2 separate regions of the Mus musculus genome follow, and region 1 is linked to region 2. Evidence: chromatin contacts called from public HiChIP or PLAC-seq data. All regions are on one chromosome and are shown on one strand. The core of a region is the stretch at or near the end of the contact, and the rest is flanking DNA. Distances in the headings are between cores, read along the strand shown.

Region 1 (5,883 bases), core at 1,813-4,312, 240 kb before region 2:
GGTGTTCTAGGGATTGAATTCAAGTCCCCATGATTGCAAAGCAAGCATGTTACCAGCTAGCTATCTCTCCAGCCCTAAAATCACCATTCTCAAGAACAGAAAAGACTGCCAAAAACAAAACAAAACAGACCAAAAAACCCCCTGCTATTATGAGATGTTTGCTTTTGTTTGTGCCCAGATACCTAGATTTTTAAAGTCACTGTAAGAGCTAGGAATAGCCAAAGTGTCTTTCCTGCTTCCATACCCTCAGTACAAAGGCTTCTGAGACCCCAGCACATACCCAGAACATTTTCAGTAGATACCAGATGGGGACCCTCCAATTCAGTTCTGGCATAATCTACCCGGCTAACCCACAGGCTAAAGGCTCAGTCCCTAAGATGTCTCCCACTTCAGACACCATTCGGGGTTCCCAATAAATCATCATTGGCTTCCACTTGCTAAAATGGTTCATAGAACTCAGGAGGGTTAACAATTACTAGCTTAGCAGTAGGAGGTTCACTGTGAGATCTAGGCCAGCCAGAGCCACAGTGAGAGACCCTACATCAGACAATAACAACAAAACCTACTAGATGATCATAAAGAAGATTGCAAGTGACAGACACACACAGAGAATAGATGCATAGACAAAGGACGTGCGTAAAGACTGGGACCTGCTCACCTGCTTTTGAACCACACCCCAGTAACCTCCATACATTCAGAAAACCAAAACCCCTGAACTGGCTCCCTTAGGGGTTTTGTGGAGGTTTCATGGTGTAGGCAGGGTTGATTAATGACTATGTCATTGGCCATTGGTGGTCAATTTAATCTTTAGTGAGTGGTTTAGTCCCTCTCATTACTTCAGATGTGGGAAGTGGGCCTGAAAGTCCCAGTAGTATTGGTCTTCTTAGAGGCCATTCCCCATCCTGAAGCAACTAAATCCTCCATTTATCTTCTTGGCATCTGAGACATCTGCCATCTCCCCCACACACTTGAAGGGCTTTAGGACTAATGTGGCAGGAAACAGGAAAAGCCAGATACACATTTATGTCACACTAGCACATCACAGAACTGGATTGTGTTCATTCACAGTCATAGATGTTAGGGGGGAAGAGTTAAAAAGACCAGAAGAAACCTTAGAAATTAGTCCCCAGAGAGAAGCCACAAGGAAGATTTCCAGTCAAGTTGGCTCTCTCGTTGTCAGAGTCAAAGTTTAAAAACAAGAAGCACATGAAATGGAAAAGAACTTCCCATCAAACACTTTACTGCAAAACAAACCTCTGTGGGGAAAGATTTGCTCTGTTTTAGGAAATGAAAGTATTGCCTGAGTCTAGGATCAAATTTAAAGTTGATCTTAAAACAAAGCAAAACCAACAGAGCTTTTTGGGTGGGATTCAGTAGGAAAGAATTTTGGACCTTGATTCAGATGTCAGTATGAGGGAAACTGTCTTCTTCCTGTATATGAACAACTCTGGCAGGTTTTTGTGTGCAGGCAATGGCAGCCCTTAGATAGCTTTAGATGGAGGCTGTTACCTGAAAAATCAAAACAGGATTAGAGAGATGGGACTTTCTATCCCATCCCCTAAAGGTTAAGCTTTTCACCAATAGGCAATGGCCTAGTCAACGAAGCCTCCTTAAGGAGAGCTTTCATTAAAGCCGTAAGGAGCAGAATCTGGCTTAACCAGTACACGTGAGCATGTGGAAGTTCTTGAAGGGTGGTCCATCCTCCCACCTTACCCGCTGTTCCCCATCATCCGGAGCTAACCAGTATCCTCGGTAGTATCACAGCAAGTTCTGTGAGTTGCCGTAGTGACACAATAGAACCAAGGTGGAGTTGTGGGAATGCCAGCTTAGAACCGGCTGTCAGAAATGCAGGCAAACCATCTCAGGGCTGTGGTTGGCATCTTCAGTGTGCAGCAGCCTAGAGGAGTGAGCCCTCGGTCTGTGGGATCTGAGGTGTCTTTCGGAAAATAGCATATGACATGGGCTGGATTTGAGGATTATGGTTCAAAAATGCTTGCTTCCTTGCTTGCTTGCTTGCTTGCTTGCTTGCTTGCTTGCTTGCTTGCTTGCTTGTTTGCTTGCTTGCTTGGTATATATGTTGAAGATCCTATACATTTTGTCCCAGAAGTCTACTCCATTATATTAAAGTATGACAGGAAAAACTGAATTTGGAGGTTTCTTCAATAAATCCTCAGAGCTGTTCATTCTGTTTGTAGTGACCTCATTTGAAAGTGGGTTGTGTGGGAAAAGCCTTTATCAGAGATATGTCATTGATTCCTGAGAATCAACAACCCAGAAGGGAAACAGAGGCAAGAAAGATCCTTAAGAAATAGAGGGGACATAAGAAGGAAAAGGGCCTCTTCAACCTTCCTAGCTCTGGTCTGTCACCCTGACTAGCCTATCCCAGGCGTCTTCAATGCTGGCCAGACCACCAGCAGAACTTGACTCCCCTTATTGAGAGATAACCAGAAATGTAAGTGGTAAAGATGGCTAATGAGAGGCTGGAGAAATGGCTCAGGGGGTGACAACAGTTCTTCCAGGGGAACCAGGTTCAGCACCCCCTTGGCAGCTTACAGCTGTTCCAGGGGTTCCAACAGCCCCACACAGACACACATGCAGTCAAAAACAACAAACAGAGCACATAACATAAAAATAAATGATTTTTTAAAATACAGCTAATGAACTACTGTGTGAGTGCAACCTCCCTGTGGCATACTAATAGGTGGTTATGATTTCTTTGATGTTATAGCTGTGGTGATATAGCTCTGCTATCCTTCCCACCTCCAATAGTCTCCCTTCCAAGAATAGAACTCTGAGAATAAGAAAGAGGAACTCGGCAGTACATACTCCATCTAACTCTGAAACTTAGGTTCAGATAAAGTAGCTTTGAAGCCGTCAGATCACTCGAGCAGCTAACGCTGAGACCCTTTGGTGTGTTTCTCTCCTAACACCCCACTTGACTCTTTCCAATGCACCTTGCTTTCTGCTTAGCCCCAAAACTCCCTAAGGTTCCTTTCTTCTCAGTCATCCCAGGAGTCTTCTCTGTGACACCCAGAACTCAGCTACACTTGAACAGAGTTTCCCATCCCCAGGGGGATTCTTCAAGCACCCAGCAGGCAACAGCCTGCTGAATTTCCTGCTGCCTGTGACAAAGCCTTAGCCTGTGAGAAATGCTGGAAAGCATCCAACTCAAATAAAGCCCTCAGCGTTTAGAAACCTCATACAGAAAAGACATTCATGAATGCAGTGAATGTGGAAAACCCCTTAGGCAAGGCAATACCTCTTAGATTTGAGGGGAATGTATGTAGGAGAGAAAGAACATCTGTGGGCTGGACATAACTGAGTATTTTTTCCTTCCCCCAAATGATATTCTCTCTATGTATTTTCTTGCCTCCCTCTAACTGGCTGAAAATTAAAACTTGGACCTCCCATGTGCAAGAAAACCATTTGTACATCTGGTCTACCTCCTCAGGTCACCGAACATTATCTTGAATCCCATTACCCATTCTATATTTAAGAATCCATACAATCCGGGAATGATTGGTGGGAACCTCTAATCCCAGCACTCAGGAGGCAGAAGCAGGTGGATTTATGTGAGTTTTAGGTCAATGTGGTGTATATAGAGAGTTTCAGACCAGCCAGAGCTCCACAGCGAGACCCTGTCTCCAAAATTAGAAGAATCCATGGACAAATGATAAACATGGAGGCATGCCAGCTCTAGTGAATACTGCACACTCACAGGTCTTAGGATGGCAGGAAAGCTACTTCATTGTCAAGCCTCCTTAGCTAGAAGCAATACCTCATTAAAGATAAAAACCTTTGTACTGGGAAGGAACCCCACATATGTAGCAAATGCAGTAATCTCCAGCCCAAAGAAAAACTTCCCTGATAATCAGCTATTACACACAGGGAGAATTTTGAATGTCATAGGCATGAAAAGGCTTTTTAGAAAGAAGCCATGAGTAGGACTAGGGATATAACTCAACAGTAGAGTGCTTGTCTAGCATGCTTCTCTCTTACTCGATCATCAGGAACACACACACATATGTACACATACATTAAACACCAGAGACTTTTTTTTTTGGCTTTTAGAGACAGGGTTTCTCTGTGTAGCCCTGGCTGTCCTGGAACTCACTCTGTAGACCAGGCTGGCCTTGAACTCAGAAATCCGCCTGCCTTTGCCTCCCAAGTGCTGGGATTAAAGGCGTGCGCCACCACTGCCACACCAGAGACTTCATAATGAAGACAAACCCTGCATGTGTAAGGAAGGCAAGAAATCACTCACTCAACGCCAAACTGGATCTCCCTTTTAAATTCATACTTGTGGTATGCTCTATAAAACTTGTCTTATTTTGTCTTGGTTTGGGTATGGTAGCTTGGGCCTATAATCCCAGCACTTGGCAAGTATAGGCAGGAACATAGTGAAGGCCTGGGCTAGCAGAAAGCCTGTCTCAAAATGAGCCAAATCAAACCAAAACATAGTAATGAGTGTGGTATGATCATGAGGAAATACTGAGGCAGTGTGACACTAAGCACTCCGTGAATGCACCAACAGGCCTGGTTTAGTTGAGTTGCTTCTTATGCATGCAAGAACCATACTAGCAACTCTAAAGTCCTGGTCTTCCGCGCCTTTAATCCCAGTCCTCCGGAGGAAAAGCCAGGTGGATCTCTGTGAGTTCCAGGAAAACCTGGTTTGTATAAGGCGTTCCAGGACAGCCAGAGCTTCATAGTGAGACCCTGTCTTGAAACGAACAAACCATACATGTAACACATACTATGAGTGTGCAAAAACCTTCTTTTAGGCACTGCTTTGAGTTTGAGTACTGAAAACAAAAGAAAAAACTGATTTTAGTGATCTAGGGACAACTCAGAATATGTACCACATTGGACACAAGTGAACATACACTCACTAAAACCTTACAAATACTTTGGAAAAGTTTCACCAGGAATTCCTATTTTATAACATAATAGAAGTCTTTCTTCCTTCTTTCCTTCCTCCCTCCCTCCCTCCCTCCGCTCCCTCCCTCTCTCCCTCCCTCCCTCCCTCCCTCCCTCCCTCCCTTCCTTCCTTCCTTCCTTCCTTCCTTCCTTCCTCCCTTCCTTTTTCCTTTGAGACATCTCAAGTAGACCAGGCTGACCTCAAAGTTGCTAAGTAGTTGAAGATGACTTTGAACTACTGATCCTCCTGCCTCCACTGTCCAATTGCTAGGATTACAGATATGAGCCACTAACCCTGATTTTTGTATGGTGCTAGGAATCGAACCAGGGTTTTATTCATGTCTAAGCTCTCTACCCCTATGTATTTTTAATAAGGAAAATTTTTTTCAGAAAATAGATACTAGAAAAGAAAAGCTTTCACAACAAACATTATTAATACTATTTGTGGGCATGGGAAAACAGAGTCTTATGAAGCCCAGACTGCCTCATACTTTAAAAATATGTTTATTTAAAATCATATATATGGTGTCCATGTAGGTGTATATGAGAGTGTAGATACTCTTAAAGTCCAAAAGAAGGAGTTCCAAAAGAGGGTGTTGGATCCCCAGGAGCTAGAGTTACAAGTGATCGTGAGCTGCCTGACCTGGGTACTGGGTATCAAACTCTGGTTCTTTCCAAGAATTCTAGATGCTCTTAACTACTGAACCATCTCTTCCTCCCCTACAGCAAAGTTGATGTAGCAAAGGATGACCTTGGACTTCTGATGTTCCTACCTCCACCTCCTGAATGCTAACATTTCAGGGACAGGCCTCCACAACTGCTTTATTAATGCTAAAAATTTAAGATTATTCCACCTAAAGGTCATAAACAAATGATGTATCTGCTGTACTACTGCTCATTATCACGGTGTTTTCCTTTTTAGGAGACTGAAGCATTCCATCTTGCTGGACACTCCTTAAGTGAGAA
Region 2 (5,755 bases), core at 1,598-4,097:
AACCTGGTCTACAGAGTGAGTTCCAGGACAGCCAGGGCTATACAGAGAAATCCTGTAAAAAAAAAAGAAAAGAAAAAGAAAAAAAGAAAAGGAAGAACTTTAGGATACATCATCATCATAATATCTAATAAAGAAAAATATTTCAGGGAACTTCAATAAAGTAACTGATTAAGAGCTAAAAAATCACTAAGCAAAGTATAGTCAGAAGTTACTTGCTTCTCATCAGAGTACTGTAAGACCACATATAATCAAACTCTCAAACAACACCTTCATAAAAGACCTTGTAGTTACCACTTTAACCACGCAGTCACATTTAACATTACCAACTGTGTGGTGTCCCAACACTATAAACCTCCTAATATATACAATTATGAGATACAGGGTATCATCCATTTAAATACTCTTGCCAAGTAAGGTTTCCCTTAAACAAATGAAATCTTTGTTCCAGGGATGCCCAATCTTTTGACAAGATGCTATCACCATTATCTACAAAGTTTTCAAAGAAATCGTGCAATTCATGAAGTTATAAGCGCGCGTGCACACACACACACACACAAACTAGTATTTTCAGTTTATAACTTTGTGTTGGGATGTATTCACAGATATCCTTGCCTTTGGATACAACCATGGACCAGCAGTTGGACAGGTCTAGAACCAAACTTTTACTTAACAAGAACAGTAAGTGAATTGACACTCAAAGACAAGGTCAAAGTTCAAATATGTAGCCAGATTCTACAGAACAATTGGTCAGTTAAGTGCCCAGAAAATGGAAAAGTGGTCTGGGTACCACCCTTTTTAACAAAAGGTATGACTAAGTATATGCAATCACCACATGCAACACTATAACCTTGATTGACTACAGCTGTGGAAACACTTAGGAACAACAGAGTAAATCTGAATACACATATTTTAATGGACATTGTTAATTTGACTTGGTATTTTTAGGAAATAAAAGAATCAAACATGGAGCCTGGTGGTGGTGGCCACATTGCAAGCCTAGTGTTTGGGAGGCAGAGGCAGGCGTTGTGATCACTTGAGTTTAAGGCTAGGCAGTCTACAGAGTGAGTTCCAGGCCAGCCAGGGCTACACACAGAAATCCTGTTTCAAAAAACAAAACAACAAACAAACAAAATCAAACATGGTGGGGGAAAAAAAATCTAATCCCAACCAGCACTTAGGAGGAAGAGGCAGACTGTCTCAACAACAGCAACAGTAGCAACCACAAGAAAAACTGGCAACAATGCAGAGAAAAAGGTTGACCACCAGTCTGGTATCTATGTTCACTGCATTTTCCCTGACAACTTCTGTGAAACTGAAAACTTCCAGGCCATAAAAGAAATTTATATTACTACTGAGAAGTACAGCGGAAAAAGCCATCTTACCCAGGAATGTCTCTGGGTTCAATTGTCAATTGGGCAACCTGGGGCAAGTTACAATTAATATTACTAAGTTTCTGTCAATTCTATAAAACTCAAAAGTAACTATATCACCAGGTTCTAAGAATAAGACTATAGCTCTAACAAAGCAAAGCATTGTTGCACAAAGTAAGTAAACCTGGTTTTTGTAATTAATAAATACAAATCATCACAAAATACAAATGGATTAAGAAAACACTCCTTTTTATATTCCATGGGGAGAACTACAAAGACATAAACGAATATTATAAATCAACTGGAAATCAAAGTAAATAGGAACAAAAAAATCAAGATCTATGTAGTACTTTTTAAATCAAGAATTACCAAAAAGGCAAAAGGAAATATCAAATCTTTATCCAGCCTCTGTTGTCTATTATATGGTATAGTTCGCTTTGGGTATTAACTTATCTCTGCAAAAAAATGCTAATAAGCGGAAGTTGAGAATTTTTCTGAAAACACACATTCAACAGATTAGTATGCTTATATGCTTAAAAAAGTAGTTTTGGTCTTAATTTCTGTAAGTTCCGTGAAAGTACGTAAACATCGCGGTTTTCAATAGATTCTGGTTAAGGTTTACAAAAACCAAACTGATGCGATTTCCTTTAATCAGTTGTAACTTAGTTGTCATTTCACTTGCAGGTAACCCCTAGCTTTTTGTTAGGCCGACAGTAAAAAGACCAGCTACAGAGTGATCCTCAGGTAGGTGGGAGGGGGTTAGAAGTGTTTGCATTCTCTATTTCTTTTTAAGAAAAGTGCCGTTCCGACGCGGGCGAGTAGGGCAGCCTGGGAGAGGAAGGAATAAACAAGTCTAGGGCTCGCGCGTAGACCAGGTGAGCGGGTAATAAATGGCCCGGCAGCACAGCATTTGTTATTGGGCGGATTTTCTGGCCGATAGGCTCCCCTGGAAGATCTGGGTGACGGCTTCAGGTCCGCTGGGACCAAGGCCAGTCCCCCTCTAAGGATTAATCGCCAATGAGGGGGACCCTGTGGGTGCCTCCCAGCACGAATCAGGGTGACAAACCAGGTTTCCTCTCCCTCCCGCGTCCAGGTGGGTGACAAGTGGTGTCAGTCCCCAGGCCGGCCCGCCGTCTCCCCACTGGCCCTCCCCTCCCGTTACCTGCGGGCGGCGGTGCCGAGGCCCGGAGGCCTGCAACTGCTCCTCCTCTTCCCCGCCAGGCTGGGGCGGCGAGGTGGCGGTGGCTGTGGCGGTGGCGGAGGCAGCGGCGGTGGCGGCAACCCGGGGGGAGGGGGCGGAGCGCGCGACTGGCTCCTCTCCTCCCCCGGGAGGCTCAGGGGACCCTATCTCGGGCCGCCGCTCCTAGGCCAGTGTGCAGCCTGGGACTGGGCGCGCATGGCGGCGCCACTCACCCGCGTGGCCGCGAGGTGCGAGAGTGCGAGGCGCGAGGAGAGCGCCGGGCGCCCGTGGGCCTGAGGGGAGGAGCGAGGGGCCCAGCCCGCTGCGCACGGACGGCCGTTGGGGGCGGTTGGTCGAGGGCGGCCGAAGGCTCGCTCGCGCTGGCCGCGGCGGGGCGGGGTGGGGAAGGGGAAAGGGACTGAGGGGAGAGGACGGGAGGCTGGGAGGGAGCCGCCGCAGCGCGCGTGCGGGCGTGCGGGCGGGCGGGCGCCGCCGTAGCCGCTCGTTTCACTCCAGCCTGTTTGGGGGCACTTTGTTTGTGTCCCACAATGCTCCGCGCGGCCGGCCGGCCCGGCCTAGGGAGAGGGAGGGGCGGGGCCGCGCTGGAGGCGGTGCGCGGCTATTGCGCAAGCGTAGTGCGAGCTGTCCTTCGCCGGTGGTGCAAGCCAGACGCTGAAGCACAGCGGGCCTTGACCCAGTCTGTGTGCACTTGTCTGTGAGCTTCGTATGCATAAGCGCCATGAGGCCTGTCGGGTTGTCGTCCCGTAGCTGTGGTCTGGTCCTGCGCCGAAGGAAGCCAGCGTTAGGATGATTTGCTTTTCTTGGAGCTAAAAACCGAAAGAAACTCTCTTCCCCGGGTGGTTTCTGTAGCAGCAAAGCACTCCAGCATTTCCCGGTCGGGAAAGGAATCTGGGTGGTGTGGCCATTTTTCACACGTGGAAACTGAGGCCTATTAGGGCGTGGCCACGAGGGCCTCTGAGAATCTGGCGAGCTCCCCTGCTTTCTCCCCGATGATCAGCGATCCCCCGCAAGGGTTACTACCGAGCGTCTTGACAGGTCTAGCAGCCTTGTCGTACTTTGAGGTTGCCATAGCATTTTTCTGATTACCATGGCAGGAAGTGCAGTTCTGAGCAGACCAGAAAAAAAAATTGGCTCCCATGTCTTTTTTCTTTCCCCAACACAGACTGGCTTCTAAAACCTAAAGCAACTGTGAACTATTCCTTCCCTTACGGTGAATCCCGTTCTAGTACACAGTCTCGCCCTTGGGGAAGGGAATGTGTGGATCACCGAAAATTGACTGTTCTTCTCTAGAGGGTTACTGTCTGAGTTTCGGTCGCTGTAAAGTCTGCCTGTAGGATAAAATACCCTAAGGTGTGGCTACCTCGGACCTCAGGGAATCAGACCTGGCGATTGGGGGCACTGGGGGCGGAGTGGGTATTCCTGGAGGCAAGTGGGATTGCGCCCCAGAAGAGGAGAAGGGCAGGATACCAGTCAAGACCGCTGCAATTTGGGTGCTGGGCATGCTATGTACCTACACCTCCAGTTTTTAAACCGAAAGACTTCTTTGTGCAAGGTAGGTTGATCTCCCAGCTGCATTAGACACTTGGCTGCCTCTGACTTAAACCACCCTCTACCAGAGCACCCAAAGCGATGAAATTTTTCAAAATAATGTCAACAAAATCAAAGTCTATGCTCCAACAAATTTTCAAGAGTTAGAAAGTATTTAATCCTTGACAACCTAATCTACAACTTTCTTAATATTATTCTATCAAGTTTTTATTATTCCATTTCAGTGATGAGCAACATCAGAAAACAAATCGGGCCTGGCTTTACAGTGAGATTTGAAGAATCTTACTAACTACGGAGGCGCCTGAGCTAAAAAGGCCCTTGGTAGAGTGTGTACTGAAAACATATGTCATGGAAAAACAAGGGGAGAAGAATCTAGTGGGAATAAAGTAGACAAATAAAGCCTGTGTCTTAGTCTATTTAATTGGACAGCCAAGAGAGCATTCATTTGGGCATTTCTAATTGTGACTCAAGGGACAGAAATGGCGGTTAATGTTCGTAGGACAGGCAGAACTCAGGAGTGCACACACACACACACACACACACGGGGGGGGGGGGGTTGGCGGGGGGGGGGGGGAGAGAGTGCAAGCACCTCTCCTTTTTCTTTCTCTTAAGCTCTGTCTATTTCTCATTTTGTCTCTAAAAATGCTATCCTCCCAGCCCATTCCCACCCTAGGTCTAAAGAATTTATTAAGCAACAGGTGGCTGCTGGTCTCTTAAAGGCAAAGTTCTAAATGCTTGGAGAGGGTGGGAGAGAAAATGCAGCTTAGCCATTGTTGGAACCCTTCTCTGTATTTTGGTTTTGGGCAGGATCATTTTCTGTGGCCTCTTAGCCTCCCACCTTTTTTCTTCCCGAGCTAGCAGAGACTTGCCCTTGGGTTGCTAGAATAGGTAGACCTTTCTTTGACACCGTGTTGAATAATTCTGCTGGAAGGATTTTGTGAAATCGGAATCCTGTACACAGGTGAAACAAACAAACTAGACAGTATGAGGAACTCTTAATTATTAACCCAGTGTAGATGATTCTGAGGAATTCAAATTCCAGAAGGGATGATTGTTTTATCCATGAGCTGTTTGGGAAACCCGTTTCTGGCAAAAATGGTTTCTCATGGTAGACCCTTAACTGCTTAACTTACTTCTTTATTAGCTCCTTCCAACTGTATAAACAAAAACCAATCTCTTTTCCTTACCATGCATTGTGCCAGTCTCTAATGGTCCCCTTAGTTAGGTAGGTCAACTTTGCCACTTTCCTATCCTACTGCAAACCAATCCAATTGAACAATTCATGTCAACAATGCTCATCCCCACTGCCACCATCCTAAAATATAACAGATGGTACCCAGTTGTAATAATACTTACCTGGTTTCCCCTTCTCTTCACTGTCCAAGTGGAAGACAGAATTGTAATGCTTAGCAACCATGTCATTCAACAGCCAACAATTCCTATTGTTCTCAGGTAAAGTCCCAGGCTCTTACCGTAGCTTTCGTAACACTACCATCTGGGCCCTTCCTTGTCTCTTTCAAGAAACATGGCAGTTGCAGAGTTATTTTTTCACCTGTAAAATATGATGGTCTTTCTTGAATAACATTATTTCCTCTGAATAGAAATATTCCATTTTTTGGGATATTTTTTTCTAAAT

Evidence for each region. HiChIP or PLAC-seq counts read pairs in DNA pulled down with a chosen protein or histone mark.
Region 1: a FOXA1 HiChIP or PLAC-seq map of pancreatic cancer cells shows a contact between it and region 2. The contact joins the enhancer-like site here to the promoter of Zbtb44 in region 2. A contact is called at or near these places in 3 of 39 promoter capture datasets (the HPC-7 cell line, embryonic stem cells and pre-B cells), 5 of 484 Hi-C or Micro-C datasets (B cells, CD4 T cells, CD8 T cells and 2 more), 4 of 115 datasets of contacts at active chromatin or transcription factors (embryonic stem cells, microglia and pancreatic cancer cells) and 1 of 9 other capture datasets (liver).

The regions. Positions count from the first base shown.
Region 1 is chr9:31,263,475-31,269,357 of GRCm38.p6, reverse strand. It overlaps a transcript of Gm7244 not described here. Among named protein-coding and RNA genes, the nearest start is that of Gm7244, 5.0 kb to the left of the region's middle. Within about 2 kb of position 3,062, at least 91 of the 459 cell types and tissues checked have an H3K27ac peak or open chromatin away from gene starts, as enhancers often do. A contact at or near this core is called in pancreatic cancer cells and pre-B cells, where this site is marked.
Region 2 is chr9:31,027,736-31,033,490 of GRCm38.p6, reverse strand. It overlaps Zbtb44 (zinc finger and BTB domain containing 44), which reads right to left and starts at 2,847. Exons shown (of 6, transcript NM_001115130.1): 1 at 2,533-2,847.